Regions from separate parts of the Arachis hypogaea genome. Here region 2 is linked to region 1. Evidence: chromatin contacts called from public Hi-C data. All regions are on one chromosome and are shown on one strand. The core of a region is the stretch at or near the end of the contact, and the rest is flanking DNA. Distances in the headings are between cores, read along the strand shown. Region 1 holds the start of LOC112789779 (tetraspanin-19). Region 2 has its middle 17 kb from the start of LOC112789787.

What was found. A called contact is a pair of places that touch in the nucleus more often than the background predicts.
Region 2: a Hi-C map of an unstated tissue shows a contact between it and region 1, with 3 times the contacts expected there. The contact joins the enhancer-like site here to the promoter of LOC112789779 in region 1. A contact is called at or near these places in 3 of 8 Hi-C or Micro-C datasets (leaf and an unstated tissue).

What each region holds. Positions count from the first base shown.
Region 1 is chr3:20,638,337-20,646,178 of arahy.Tifrunner.gnm2.J5K5, forward strand. It overlaps LOC112789779 (tetraspanin-19), which reads right to left and starts at 4,639. Exons shown (of 6, transcript XM_025831821.3): 1 at 4,171-4,639; 2 at 3,579-3,678; 3 at 2,801-2,881; 4 at 2,579-2,683; 5 at 2,000-2,152; 6 at 872-1,286. The coding sequence starts at 4,340. The coding sequence ends at 1,275. TRNAV-UAC (transfer RNA valine (anticodon UAC)) reads left to right here and starts at 4,705; the gene lies at 4,705-4,777. LOC112789780 (a long non-coding RNA gene) reads left to right here and starts at 4,896. Exons shown (of 4, transcript XR_003196399.3): 1 at 4,896-5,070; 2 at 5,166-5,238; 3 at 5,649-5,799; 4 at 7,537-7,842.
Region 2 is chr3:20,939,629-20,947,470 of arahy.Tifrunner.gnm2.J5K5, forward strand. No RefSeq gene overlaps it. Among protein-coding and RNA genes, the nearest start is that of LOC112789787, 17 kb to the right of the region's middle. Within about 2 kb of position 5,018, at least 3 of the 3 cell types and tissues checked have open chromatin away from gene starts, as enhancers often do.

The sequences.
Region 1 (7,842 bases), core at 3,389-5,888:
CAATGTGTCTAGAGACACTGAATTAGTATATTTTGTGTCCATCATGATAGGAAGGATACAAAGACACTTAATGCTGCTGCTGCTGGAATTATACGTGTAGTCTTTCTTATTTCCGTGTGTTGTAAATTTTATAACCTGTTAATAATACTCTATGCGTCTTGTTCCTCTGTTTTGAAAAAAAAATATAGCTTGAAATAAATAAAATTAATTTACCATATTTTTTATCCTCAAAATTTTCACACTATATTATAGGCAGATGAATAAATCTTTTCAGTAGTATAAAATCATGTAGTACCTGAACTAAAGAAACAGTGGTTCAGAAATGTTATATGAGAAAGGAGAGGAAAAAAGCCTTTAGTAAATGGTAGTGCTATAGCTTCACCTAGTAGAGTACTAGTGTTTTGTTTTGTTTCTTCTTTCTCTACACCTCTACATGTGTTATTGCATGAGGAAACAAAAGACTTCACGAGTTGTCCAAACTAAACCACATGGTAGGGGCAAATTTTTCTTCAAAATTGATCTACTAACAGTCACTAGGTGGTATGACCTAAAACTTCCACAACTTATAATTTTGCCAACTCTTTTTAGGAGGAAAAACTTATAGTAGTTTCAGTGCTAGTTCTCACTGAAGCTTCAGCACGTGCTACTCTAGATATGCATATTTCAGAAGGGGCTACTCACATGGTGATTCCCTAATAATATATATAAAGATTAAATTCGAAAAAAAAATTGACTGACATTACAGAACAAAAATTATACTTTTTTTTGGCAAATATATTTAGTTTAGGGTACATATTCATGATGCTTGATTAAAGATATTCTAGGTTAGGGTGTAACTTAGATTCATGGCATGCTTCACTGATGCTCTAAGTAGGGAAAAATAAAATTATATTTATATCTGCTGATCCAGTCCAACTTCTTCACAGACACTTTAAACAGAATATGCATAATACATGGGGAAAAAAAAGAAAAAAAAGGGGGGGGGGGGGGATTAAAAAGGGACTGGATTACATATACATTCTAAAAGCATTAGTCATACAGAACGAACATATCGTCTCATAACTATCATGGCGTTGTTGTATCAAATGCTAGAGTCAGCAAGCACTTGTTTCCTCCCATCGCCATCAATTTTTCTTCTGATAGAATCTTGCATCACTATCATGTAAAATTGCTAATCCGTCTCCAGCTGACAGATTCTTAACTATGTCAACTTCGATTTTAAAACAACGACCATCCCTATTTCTTTCCATGGCTCAAAATGTCGGAGCAAAAGATCACCTATTTGCCTGAATAAGAGATAACGGCGGGATTGTCAATGATAGAGAGTTAAGCCGGAAAAAAAAAAAAACAATTAAGGTTTAGCATGATAACTTTCTTAATAACGAGTAGAGCTTCAAACCCCTTTAATCCTACTGTAGGAGTGGGATAACTGATATATAGTAACAAAATAAAACCAAGCAGGATATCTGTTAATGTATCCGAGAACTGAAAAGATAATGTTCTATTGTAGTTATGAAAAATGGACAACAACATCAGCACCAAAAGTTTGTGCTCTGAGCAGCATCTTGAAACCCCAAGTATAGAGGATGCTAACACACATATATATGAATTTAATTTTGATGTATCATCAGTGTAAAACAGTTTTATATGTACATCTAATTACACAATGCCACATCAGCAAAAATAACTACGTTTTACATTGCTTAGGCGAATGATTATCTAAAAGAACGAATGTAATTAGACGACGGTATAAAATATTTTACACTGCCAATACATCAAAATTAAACTTTTTCTTATAGTTGGATTATTTTATTTACCTTCAAATGAGACAAACTACGATCACATTCTTCCAAATCTTATATCTATTTAGATGTTTTATACTAAAATATTATTCAAGTTATGCTTATTTCAGGATTCAATTAGATTTTTCTCTACAGTTTCAATTAATATATCTGACATGTAAAGCGGTATCTGTGACAAAGCATTCTAATAGTTTTACCTTGTCATTAATCCTAAGCCATGCTTCATTTTTAGCATAAGGCGGAGCATTCTTCAAGAGCGGCACCCTGTCAGGGCCATACTCATCATCACTGTCATAGGATTGATGTGGCCCAAGACCTTTGAGAATCATTGATATTAGCAAAGAGAGGCCCTGCTAGTAAAGGGCACAGCAGCCATCCATCAACCAAAATTCACCGATTCAAAATAGAACACTACTTCACCATCAGCTTTATTTCTTTCTCTTTTTTTTTTTTTTAAACAAAAGGTTAGTACTTAGCAGCAGAAAAATGTGCACAAGAACAACAAAAAACTGAAAAAAGTATCCATCAGCTGATCAGGTACCATTGAAGGATCTTAAAAAACGAAAAAAAAAGAAGATACCTAAAGATCCATTTAAAAATAAAATAGGTATCCAGGTTTTGCTGTCAGGAAGAAATAACTCAACAAGCAAGTTGAATTCATGTTTCTAAGAAAGAATAAAGCACTTTTTCAAACATTTATAAATAGGAAACATCGGTAAATGCATCTTAAATTGTTGTCGTTGCACGCACACGCACACACACGGAGGGAAATTTACCTGCAGAGCAACAAGTGACAGACCAACCCATTTGCACATCTCAAAGTTTGATTTTACGAATTTCTGGAACTGATCAAAGTTGCCTGTGGGGTCGATTGGAAAGTCCTGATTTCAATTGCCAAGTTAAAATGGTTCAGACCATAACTTAACCCATTGAATTTGTTACTTCGAGAAAGAACTACATGTGTATTGAATTATCGAAGTGTTTCCATGTATACATACCTTCTCCCAGTCTGAGTGTAAAAACACATCAACTGCTAATGAAGCTTCCAGCATTATAAGGATAACCATGAACACCATATACTGTAAGCAGTCAAGGTCAACAGTGCTTTAATGACATAATGATATCATAATATGAAATACTTCTAAAATTAAACACAATATTACTAGCTTGCTGCTGTCTAGGGCTGTTTGAAAGGTCAATTCAAGGGGGGAGAGAAAGAAATCTTTTAGTGCGCTTTCACTCTCAATGTTTTTGTTTTCTAAATATTGGGAAGAAAAAAGTGAGAACAGTGATTATAACAAAATCTTTTCTTTTATTTTCATGTCCTGTATTCACCTTTTTCCTTTATAAAATTCTGAAAATAGAAAACATTTTTAACTTTAGGATAAGTACCTTTTATATAGATCATGAATGATCCATTATCCATACAATAAATAAATAAGACTCTTTTCAATAGAAAACATGAATTGGATTTGGGAATTCAAGTACCTTAAAATTTTCTTAGTTCTGCCCATAGTTACATGAATTCACTAATTAGGTAGCGTACCGGGTACCAATTCATCTACGTATTGGAACGTCATATGTATATTTTCCACATAAAATATTTTACATATGGCGTTCCACATACTGCATACCCGTTCCCATACCAGAATATATTGCGTTGCATGTAACTATGGTTCTGCCTTGTCTTCTATAACCTCATGCTGTGTCTGATGCAAACATGAATATGCATTCATCATGAACCGAAATTATTAACAATAGTCAAGAAAAGGATACCATATACAAGCAACAGCCATTGGCAGTTTCAGCAGCAACATGACCAGTACAGGTGATCATACAGAACACAACTCCAAGGAAAAGAAATGTGTAAATGAACCTGATTGTGTTCGGAAAAAAAAAAACCAAGCAATTTGATCACCAACAAACAATCAACACCAAAAAATAAAACAAAACAAAATAAAATAAAATAAAATAAAATAATCAACATAAAAAAAACTCCGTGTGTTCAGACAAGGAATCAAATAATGCAAATTTTAGGTTCCAAAATGCAGCATCCCTGCTCAAAAAATCCTGCTTGCATGTAAAACTCTTTAATCACCAAATCCCTTAATTTCCAAACTACTAGGAATTCAACAGCCTTCTCTCCCATGCAAAACAAAAATCCCCAATAATAAGCAATTCCCCTACCCTATTTAATTCCTTGATTTCCAAAAATTTCATCTTCCATCCAACAAATCAATAATAAAAGTAATTAGCATCCACTAACATCACATTAACCAATCTCTCCTTCCCTCTGTGCCCCCTTCCCAACAATTTTATCTTCAATGGACAATCAAAATCTAAATTTAAAGGGAATTTTATAATTTACCAGGGAGGTGGATATTTAGAATCCGAACCAAATGGAAGCTCACCCATCTCCCTCTGCCAAATCCTGATCATCCACGCAGAATAGAGAATCATGGCTATTCCAGCCATTCCAATAAACGAGTTGACCATCTTCAATATCGATTGAATGCAGCTCCTCAGAACCCTCACCATTTTCCCTTTTATTTTTTTAATTTTCTTTTCAAAATCACAAAAAAAAAACTGGAGAATAATGAAATAAATCAAACAATTGAACCCCCTGAACAGAGTAAATTAACAAATGCAAAAAACTTTTTCGATAAAATGCAAGGAACCCTAGAATTTCTAGGGCTCTAGCACGTATAGATTTCCTAATGGAACAGCCAGGTTGGTTTCTTTTCTTTCTCTCCTTCTTTCTTCTATTTTTCTTTTTCTGTTTTTGTTTCGGCTGATGGATTTTCCTTCGCTGATTTTTCGATTATTTTTGTGGCCTTGAATTTTTTTTATGACGTGATAATTACTTTATTATATATGTTTTATTAAACCCGGAGACATGCAGGTTGCTGTGGTGTAGTGGTTATCACGTTAGTCTTACACACTAAAGGTCCCCAGTTCGATCCTGGGCAACAACAATTATTTTGTTTTTATCTCAAATTCCTTATCTGCTGTGTCCATTTGTGTCAGCGGTCATAACAATTTTCTAAAAAAACGCGCCCATCCTTAAAATATTTTGTTTTTTGAATTCAAACCATTCACTCACACACTCTCTTAGCCATTTGAGGTAGAGCAATTGCCACCGAAGAAGAAATTTATTGGAAAGAGGGGAGAGGAAAAAAATGGAAGAAGAAAAGTAGAGAGGGAGACACGAAACAGAGTAACCGTCTGCTATTCCCCGTGGTCACCGCCGGAGAGAAAACCCTAAAGAGTTAAGTGTTTCATCTTCACACCAAGTGTATTTTAGAATTTACGTATCACATTATGCTTTCGATTTTTAATTTTGAACTGTTTTGACCACTTCAGGAAGCTCGGGGAATGCTTTTTCTCCGTGCCATCTCCGCTGTCGTCTTCATCTGGGTTCTCTATGTTGGAAAAGGTTACTATTTTCTATTCCTGTCTCTTGATCATAGTGTTGGATTGTGATTACAGTTGTTTTTCATGTCTCTAATTTATTAATAGTCTACTTTATTTTGGCAGAATTATTCGGGATATAATTCTAAACCATCAATAATGCATTCACCGTATTTTTGCAATAGTGGCGCTATCTACATACGTTCTCCATGTTTTTTAAATTTTCCATTTTTTCTTTGTTCCCTGATGTGGTGTTGCTTTCTATGAGTTGACCACTTTTTAGATCAACTTCTAATGCAAACTCTTAATGCTATAATTGTTGTGGTATTTAGATGATAAGGTTGACAAAATAACCGTTTTAGTTGTTTTAAAAGTAAGCTAAAAATTATATTTAAGCATGTCTTCTTGACGAGGAAAACCAAAATGTTGATCCAGATTTGAGGATGGCCCCTATGGTGCATAAGATGTCATTGGTGGATAGAATGCTCTTAGTAGCGGATGATTTATTTCATAAAAATCCATACATTCACGCTGCATGGCATCTTGCAGCCACAATTAGTGTCAGTACCTGCAACAAGCTCCTTGAGTACGTGTTCCTCCACTCGGTTCGATTCTTAGTTTCTATTTAAACTTATTGTTGGGATAAATAAATAAATATGCATTGCAGCTATTTTGTTTGTGCTTAGTAGAATTATCTCATATGCTAGCTGATCTTCCATTCAAGCATTTTATATTTAAGGCTTCAATTCAATTTTTCATGTTGTTTTGCTGATAGTTAAAATAAAGATTACTCTGTACAATTAACACTTAGGATCACAGATAAAATGCTTTATGGGTTTTTAAATAAAATACTCAAATTTATCCAACACAACTATTTTTTATCCCTCATTTTATTGAAGTGTCTTAGATAAATATATATTTTCTTTTTGCTTATCTTGCTTCATCATGGAAGTGTTTATTTATTGTACTCTTGGTTCTTTAAAAAAGTTTTATGCTCTTTGGAAGTGTGTTGAGTTTTATTGCTTGATTGTGCTAAGTAGTACTACTACTATTCTGAAGTTGAATCATTCTAAATTAAACTGAATTTAGTCCTGAAGACATGAACAACCAAATGGTAACTTGGAAGTTTAGGTATTTAGATATACTAATATGTACATTATGCTTGCGGTCAAGAATCATGTAACATATGTTATTGGACTTATAAAAGTAATAGAAGGTTGAGGACAATTCTTTGACTGTTGTTTTCCATGATGAAGGGATGGCTACAAATAAATCCATGTATGTACAGACCAAAAGCACTAGATTATTTTCATCCCTTCATTTTCAATCAATTTCATTTAAACAACAAGCCATGCAGAGTCTGTTGAATCATGTTGAATGTGAAGGCCATTGTTTTATTGAATGAATAGATTCTCCATTTTGATGTCATCTCAAGTTCTCCTTGTATTCTCTTTGCTAATAGCTACAATATTCATAGAAGGAGCTGCTGGATGATATGCCTTTTTTACTACCCGAAGTTATGTCTTATTCTTTTATAATTGTTAGTTGATGGTAGTTTCTCTTATTATTCTACATTGGCTTCTATCTATATAATTTTATGCTTTCGAGTGTAATGTGTGTAGTATAATTTTCTGTTTATTTGAGAAATTTTCTATGTAAAGTATTTTATAAGTGAATGATAGCTAATATGAACTTGCATAATGCATTGGCTTGGACATGATAACACTTACAAAACTACAAGGAGAAATAGTAGCTATATCATCTATATCTTGCTCTCTTTTACGTAATAATTTCCCTATGAGCTGTGGGGTGAGAATTTGGTGATGAAGAGAGATGTATGATGAGTGCGGTTATTTTGTTGTGTTCGGGTTATTGTTTTGTGTTATTACTTGCGTTGTCGAAGAGGATAATCATGTCATAGTTTTATATAGGGTCGAGCTCTTTACTAACAATTTAAAAAAAATCAATATAATAAAAGGAAATTAGTTATTCAATCTGTGTAACATGCAAAAAACTTTACTATTCATATATAAAATCCTTTGCTATAGATTAAGGAACCAAAAGATAAAACAGATTTGCATTCCCGCGGGAAACACCCTAGTATATCAAACAGTAGTAAAGACACTGAAATTTCAATCATGCCTTTGTCTCGGTTCGTGTCAACTGAAATGCCTTTGTCTGCATTAACACATTAATGCTTTGCTATAGTGGCATGTAAATTTACAAGGTTTAAAAAGTAAACTTATTTATATAGGGTCATACCAATTTGATTAAGTTCTATTAAAAACTTCATTTCAAAATATCCTTTTTTTTTCTTGTTCAGTCTACTTGAATTTGAATTTGAAGGTGGTGGTTTTGAAGAAATGAAGGGAAAATGAGGAGCAAGCTGCTGTCTCTTATTACAGTTCTTTGGGGACTTGTTTTTGCATTGGAACACACAGTTATACTACATTTAAGGATATCTTGGGTAAGGTAAATTTATAATCAGTAATATGAGTAAACATTTTGCATTTATAGAGGCCATGGCTAGCCTCTATTGGTTTTTTGGCATTCGGAAGTGATAAATTTCAGCATTTATTTTAGGATGAAAATGAAAATTGACAATGCTAATCTTATCTTAGTCAGGTAG
Region 2 (7,842 bases), core at 3,768-6,267, 300 kb after region 1:
CCATCCCACAATATTATTATTCTCCACCACTATCACTATCTCTTCTTTAATATTCACCTCCTTCGAATAAAATTGAATCCCCTCATTTACTCCCGTTGTAAGAGTTTGTTGTAAATTAAGAAACAAAATTAAATTTGTTATGAAAACTATCCTGATTTTGTGAAAAAAAATATCAGTATATTAGAGGTGGTTATCATTTTTGTAGTGCTAAGTATAATTATTATGAAATTTAAATTAAATAAAAATAATAGTGGTTCTTGAAAAATAAAAAATATGATTAATTAAAAAATAAAATAATAATATATTAAATTTAAAGATCGAATAAAAAATGATATTTAAAAAATAAATAGTAATTTATTTATTTTAATCCGACATTTATCTTATGATATATACTATAGTAAAAAAATAATAAAAAGATAAAAATTCTCTTTCATAAAAAAATAGATATTTAAATAAAAAAATATATTATTTTATAATTATTATATACTCTTATACATTTTCTCTCAGAAAAATATTTTTTTCATAATTATCCTGATCTCATATATACCTTTGCATGTGTTGTTTCTCTTTTTTGTAAGTATTGTCTAGCTGTCTTGTTTGGGTCTCCCTCTCTAACTTTGGAATTTATATATAGCTTACCTATAAAAAAACATAATAATAAAGACCATCTAATTTTTAAAGTGGTCTCAGGAATTAGTATAGTTTACTAAAAGGGTAAAATCCTTCGTGAGATTTTAGTTGCATTAATACGTTTTTTAGATTATCAAAAATACACTACATTAGTCCTTAATCATTTTTTTTGTCAACAGTGTGTATGTTAATGTGATTTAATAATATGGATCATTAATAACACATATTATTTTATGATGTAATCACGTATAATTATACAATAACAAATTAATCAATGATATATGACATGATGATGTGAAAAGATATATCACATATCACAATACTATTTAACATGTGTCAGATTGTACTATATATATTATAGTATTATTCGTTTATATATCATCTACTATGTCGTTGTTATAGATATACTAAATTAGTTTTTAATTTTATATTGAATGATTTATTTTAGTTTCTAAAATTAAATGTCTCAACCAAATTAATTTCTTCATCATTTTTCTAAATTAAAAATTATCAATATTTTTAGATGCACTAATTTCACTTTTATTTTTTCATATGCCGTTCAAATATAAGTACTTTTATAAAATGTTTTTAAATTTTTGTTTTAGTTATACATTTTTTTCTACAATAATTTAACATTAATAAATTTTATAATATATAAATATATTATTTAAAAAATTATATAATTAATCAAATACACTTTTTTTTGTTTTTTCAAAAACACGCGTGTTTTTTTAAGAAATTAAAAATTAAAATATACTATTTTTTATCTTTTGATTTCTACGAAATACATATCTTTTAGACTTAAAAAATATATTTTTTAAATTAATTATATGATTCTTTTATTAAATATCATAATCATTATTATAAGGTGTATTTGTAGCCAATTGTGTGTAAATAGACTAAGAGAAAAAGGCCAGAGATAATAGTGAAAATATTTGAAGTGTCTTCATATATTCTAAGGTGGTGGTTGAAGATATTTGTAAGAGACTTTGATGTCAAATTAATTTGAATTTAAACTAGTTTATATGAGAACTGAGTTGAAAAATACGTGAATTTGTTGAGATATTTATAGAGAAAGATGATGCTTGAATTGATAATCTTATCTAAAACGAGTGTATAATTTCTTTTTTTATTGTATGGAAAGTTATTTCACATTGCATATTTATTAGTATTAAATTATTATGAAAAAATTTGTATGATTAAAACTAAAATTAAAAAATATATATATATAAAATATTTGTATTTAAATAATATGTAAAAAATAGAATTAAAATTAGTGCATTTAAAGATATTGAGAATTTTGAATTTATAAAACAAATAAAAAAATTAGTTAAATAACTAATTTGATACATGATATTTAGTTTCAAAAACTAAAATGAGTTATTTATGTAAAGTCAATGACCAATTTGATGCATATACAATGATGATATAATAAATGAAACATAGACGAATAATGTTGTGACACGTGACACAACTTGATACATGGCCAAATAGTATTATAGCGCGCGGCACATTTGTCTATGTCGACATGTCACATGTCGTTGATCAACCCGTCATCATATTATTACATGTGATTAAACCATGAATTGACATGTGTCGTTAATAATCTACGTCATCAAATTACATCAATACACTAGTAACAAAAAATAGGTCAGAAATCAACGTGATAGTACACTTTTGTCTATCTCAAAAATGTATTTAATATAATTAAAATTTTAGAATAATTTTAATATACAATACCAATTTTAGATATCACTTTGGAATTTAATCCTGCTTATTGAAAGTTGTTATTTTATTAATGTAAAAACGTTTCCAATAGACATTCAACTATATGTTATTATATAAAAAAAATTGCCTGAGTAAATAATAATGTAAGTTTCGAATTAGATGATAATTAGTACATTAACAATTAAACTCAACAAAATTAACATTTTAAGGTTAATATAATCTTAGACTCTGACACATGACATTCTAATGCGAGATGATATGAGGGTTTACCAAAAAGGTAAGAAAACTTTTATCCCAAAAATAAATAAATAAATCAAGATGAGATGAAAGAAATTAGAAATTAAAGATGATCCAAAAAAGAAGTTATGATGTGTGTCAACACTAGAAGACAATCCAACAAAGAGTAGTGAGTTAGTAAGCCAGAAAAAATGACGGACTAGAATATATTATCAGTCTCCTAATTAAGTTTGCTATTCATCACAATTATAGTATTTTGGTGGAAAAAAATGAATCCAAAGCAAATGGTCCAGAGAATAAATCACAAAAAATGGAAAATAAAAAACCCCACACAAGGAGCAATCAAGCAGTCTAGTAATAATGGTTTATTTGAGTAGTATATATGAGATCTTAAATGAGAGAGAACAAACTTGAAAACTACAATAAAGGTTTCAAGATGAAAATTTTATCAAATTTAGTAAATTCCAGTGCGGTGTAATCCAACGCCACTTTTCTTTGAAAAATTACAAGTCCAAAGATGTTGATAGAATGCTTCCAAGAACTAACCCAAGAAATTAAAGACATTCCAAACTGATAATCTTATTTATTTTTTGATGTCTTCCAAACAGACATTAATAAAGTAACGTTTCATTAGATATAAAATAAAAGTTAAATTCTTTAAAAAGATAAAGGAAATTGAGTAAAGATAAGTACAAAAACGCATTCCAGAATCATCAAATAAACCATATGGCTTCATGTGTCAGCTAGCTAGTGTCCTTTTCTTTTTTCAAATAATATCAAAGTAGCATGGCTTCATGGATAAGATCCTGTGATCATCATCCACTTGACCGATCATTGTTAATTAATTAATTAGATATTATTGGCCGGTAATTGAATTTTATCCAAGGGAAGTAATAAACTCTTACGCAACCAAGTAATGTGATTAGCTGTCCACATGGTCCACATAAAAAACATAAGAGTTGTTGATCCTGATGGAAAATGAAATTGTTAATTTTGTTGACCATTGTAAAACATGGAAAGAGAAATTGAAGAAAATGCCTGAGTAACTATTCATAGTGTGTTACTTTAAAGTATTTCTAATATTCTGTTTCAGTTTAATTTTATTTTAAATTTTATAAAATATTATATTATTAATATTTGTAAAATCACATATGATAAATAATAATTTAAAATTAAATATAAAATTTATTGTTTTAATATTTAGTTTAAATTTATTTTAAATTTTATATAAAATGATAAAATTTACAATTATATTAAATATACATAAAAGATTAACTATCAAATTAATTATTTATATAAAATATATATTAAAATATAAATATATATTAAAAATAAATTATATGTATTTATACATAAATACATTAAAAATTATTAATAACTTAGAAAAAAAGGATTGAATCTAAGACAACTTTTTAATTTAGTAACTAAAACAGATTGAATCTTAAATGTTATAGTGTCTGTTAAAATAATTATGTAGGAAATTTTTTATTTTTATCTCATAAAAATAGAATAAAAAATAGAACAGAAAAAAAAAACTTGTACCATGTATATCCTAATTTAGCCACTTAATATAATGTGATCTACATCTAGTTTTTACTATAACAATGATAGAATTTTTATTATAGTTTTTAGAATTACATACATTAATTTCTTAGGATTATTTCTAATCCTATCAAAGAACACATAAGTTTCTTACTAAATTTGTAACCATTAAGCTACCTAATTTAGATTTTAATACTAAGTACTTTCCAAACTTAGTAAAGAGAACCTGGCAAGTTCATGACAAAAAACAGAAAATACATAAAAAAGATTTGATACATTCAATGACTTTTTTTACAAGTATATCTCTCTTTGTCTTTTCTCTCAATAACTTTACTAATGCCTCACATATTTGTCTTTATCATTAAAACAAAAAAAACTAAACTAAAAAATAACATATTCAATGAACAACATACAGGAGAAGATAAATATAACAAGAATGCTATAAAAAAAAAATCAGATTTAGTGCTCTTACTCCTTACCTTTAATTCTTGATTGAATGCTCCTTTTATATAAGTGCATTGCTTCTAAAACTTGAAGTTGTTCTTGGTGACAATTGTTGAGCATCAAGGGCTAAAACATGATTGTATTCTCCTTCAAAAAATGAATACAACATAAGATTAGTGGAGGTGCAAAATGACAGAGAAACAATGTTACAGTGACAGAAGATCATGGGCAGGAATGTGCTGTCTTTGTTGTTTCTTTTTCTTTCTTTTGTGGGTAGCAAGTTGTCCTTGGTTGTACAAACCAAAACTGCACCATTTAATTTTTTTTTTTTTTGGCTCCAAGTTTTGTTAATTTTCCTCCATCATACTTTGATGTAAATGATTTGGTGCCAAAGATGAAATAAACACACTTTTTCTTCTTGCTATGGGCTATACTCGAATATGAAATGATGGACTAAAATGCAGAATACTTTTGTTATTCCTGTCCAACTTATAGCTGCAATGCCCATTTAATTTTGTCCAAAACTGATCAATGTTTTTTTTGTACTGAGCAACTTTTCTTATTTGGATCTACATAAATAACATTCATCAAATACCATTTGAACTTTTAAACCCAAACACTTATCGACCAAAAAAAAAAAACCCAAACACTTATATATTTGTCATCATCAAACTAATATTATAACCAATTTGGGTTGGTCGAGTGGTCAGCTCACTTATCCGCTTAAACAAGTGTCGGGAGTTCAAATTTCACCTTGTGCATGCAGCAACCCATTGGCCAGCGGCAGACCCTTAATTGAAGCTCAGATCCGCAACGGATTAGTTCTTAACGTGTCGAGTTGGGGATACTGTTTGGGTAAACTAAAAAAAAAAAATCAAACTAATATTATTATTTTTTAAACTTAACATAGACGGTGACTTATTTTTTGTGAGCATATAATATTTTTAAAAATTTAATAGATTTTTACCAAAGTAAAAATGTCTTTCTAAAATGAAACAAGTTTTATTTTATTAATTGTCTCAATCAAAGAATTATTAAAACCATTTTGCTTTATACACACGTAAATTTTAAAACCTTAAAACCATTCTATTAGAGTTATTCTTAATATCGTTAAAATTATCCATAGAGGTTTTGGTTTCAAATCTTGATAGTTTGAATAAATAAACATAAATCCATACCATTTGGTTAGGTGTGCCATGTGCTATGTTATATTAGGTGGATTTGTCATTAGATGTGTCCTTCAATGGTTTCTTGGCTCTTTGTTGAAATGAGTCTATATTGACCTATATTTTATACTGAAAGATATTTTCCTCCTTTGTCGTTGCTGTGATCAATATTCGAACTTCGAAAATTATAAAGTTTCTACAACTAAGTTCAGAAGAGGAGTTGGATGATAAACCTCCGAATATAATTATTTTTTTTTTTTGTTAAAAAAACGGGGCTAAAGCCCAAGAAGAGATTACAGAGAAGAGGTCATTCGGGGTAACAATACTCCTCTTAAATCATCAGCTAAGATTTGTTTAACACCTTAGGGGGTTGATCTAGAAAAAGAAAATTTGGATGCATGCTTATATTCTCTTTCTCTTTCGCAAGCTAGTCCGCCAGTTGATTGCTTTCTCTGAAGTTGTGTTTCAATACTACCATCCAATTTTGATCTATACATTGAGCAATTCTCCGAATTAAAGGGTCATGGTGATATTTGCTTTTCTCTCTAGCATTGAGCATCACTGTTACTGCCTTTGAGTCTATTTCTACCATCACTTTTTTAAACCTTAAGTCCCAAGCAATGTTTATGCCATGTAAAACTCCTCAAAGTTCCGACTGGTATGCAATGCACACTCATATATTAGTCATAAAACCAGCCACCCACATGCCTTGGTCATTTCTAATGACTTCATCACATCCGGCTATGCTTGGGTTTCCTATAGAAGCTCCTTTCGGATTAAACTTGATCCACCCGTTAGGTGGGGTTGTCATTGCTATGTGTGTCTCTCTTCTCCTGGGCGTAGGTTTGACAAGACTTTCCTTATCAAAGGCTTGTTTTATGCCCTTGACATAATCGAATATGAATTTGTGTGCCTTCGATTGTCTTTGGAAAGGTGGGGAGAATACCTTTCTGTTTTGCCATTTTCATAGCCACCAATAAGTTACTAAACAAAGGGATTTTCAGTCATTGTGGTTTGGTTCTCCGATTTCTACTGTAAGGTTTTAGCGAAACCAGACATCAAAGGGAGCTCTAAAGATGGAGTTTAGATGAGAATGATTGATCATGACTGACCAAATACAGGATGTCTTAAGTAGACAATCCCTTAGGATATGTAGTTGTTTTCAAGTTGTCCCTCGCATTTGTGGTAGTTCGGATATGATCCCATGAATCAAGCTCTTCTACTAGAGGTTAACAACTTGTTGTGGATAGCAAGCCAATTGAAAGTTTTAACTCTTTGCGGCCCTTTTCACTTCCACACAATGTTCCAAATTTGGTCTTGTTCTTTCCCATGTTGCGTAATGTTCTTGTAAGCGCTTGCCACGCTAAAGCTTCCATCATTGGTGAGGCTCTAAAAGTATCTATTCAGGCCCAGATCTTCCCTTGGAGGGTGGTAGGCTCGAATTTTGTTTATTATATGAGTGGGAAGGTACTTGTTTATGAGCTCCAGATCCCATTCCCTGTTATTTCTAACAAGGTCCTTCGCTTTGAATTCTCTGTAGGAACATTAACAAATTAACCAACGTTTCTCCTGTTTCATCCATTTGTCTAGCCAAAAGTTAACTCTCTCCCGATATCTAATGGAGCAGGATATATTTCTCAGAGTTTCCTCCCAATTACCTTTGCAAGGTTATTCCAATATCGCAAATCTGAGCTTGTAATAGGAAACTTAACACATACGTTTTTTTGTCTCCCATATTTACTGTACAGGACTCTTGCCTAAAGAGCTTTCGGTTCTATGATTATCTTCCATAACAATTTGTCGATTTCATGAGAAAAGCATCATTCAACAGGCTTAGGTTTCGAAAACCCAATCCTCTCAAATTCAAATGCTTGCACATGTGTTTCCAGCCAATAGCGTGAAACTTTCGTCCTTCTTCACTATCGCCCCATATTAACTGCTTTTGCATTTTTTCCACTTCATAACATATGCCCTTAGGGACTTTTTCATGCATCATCTTATAGTTGATAGCTGCGCTTATCACAGACTTAGCCAAAGTTATTCTACCTACAAAGGATAAGCAATGTGCTTTCCATCCCCTCATCTTTCCCTTAGC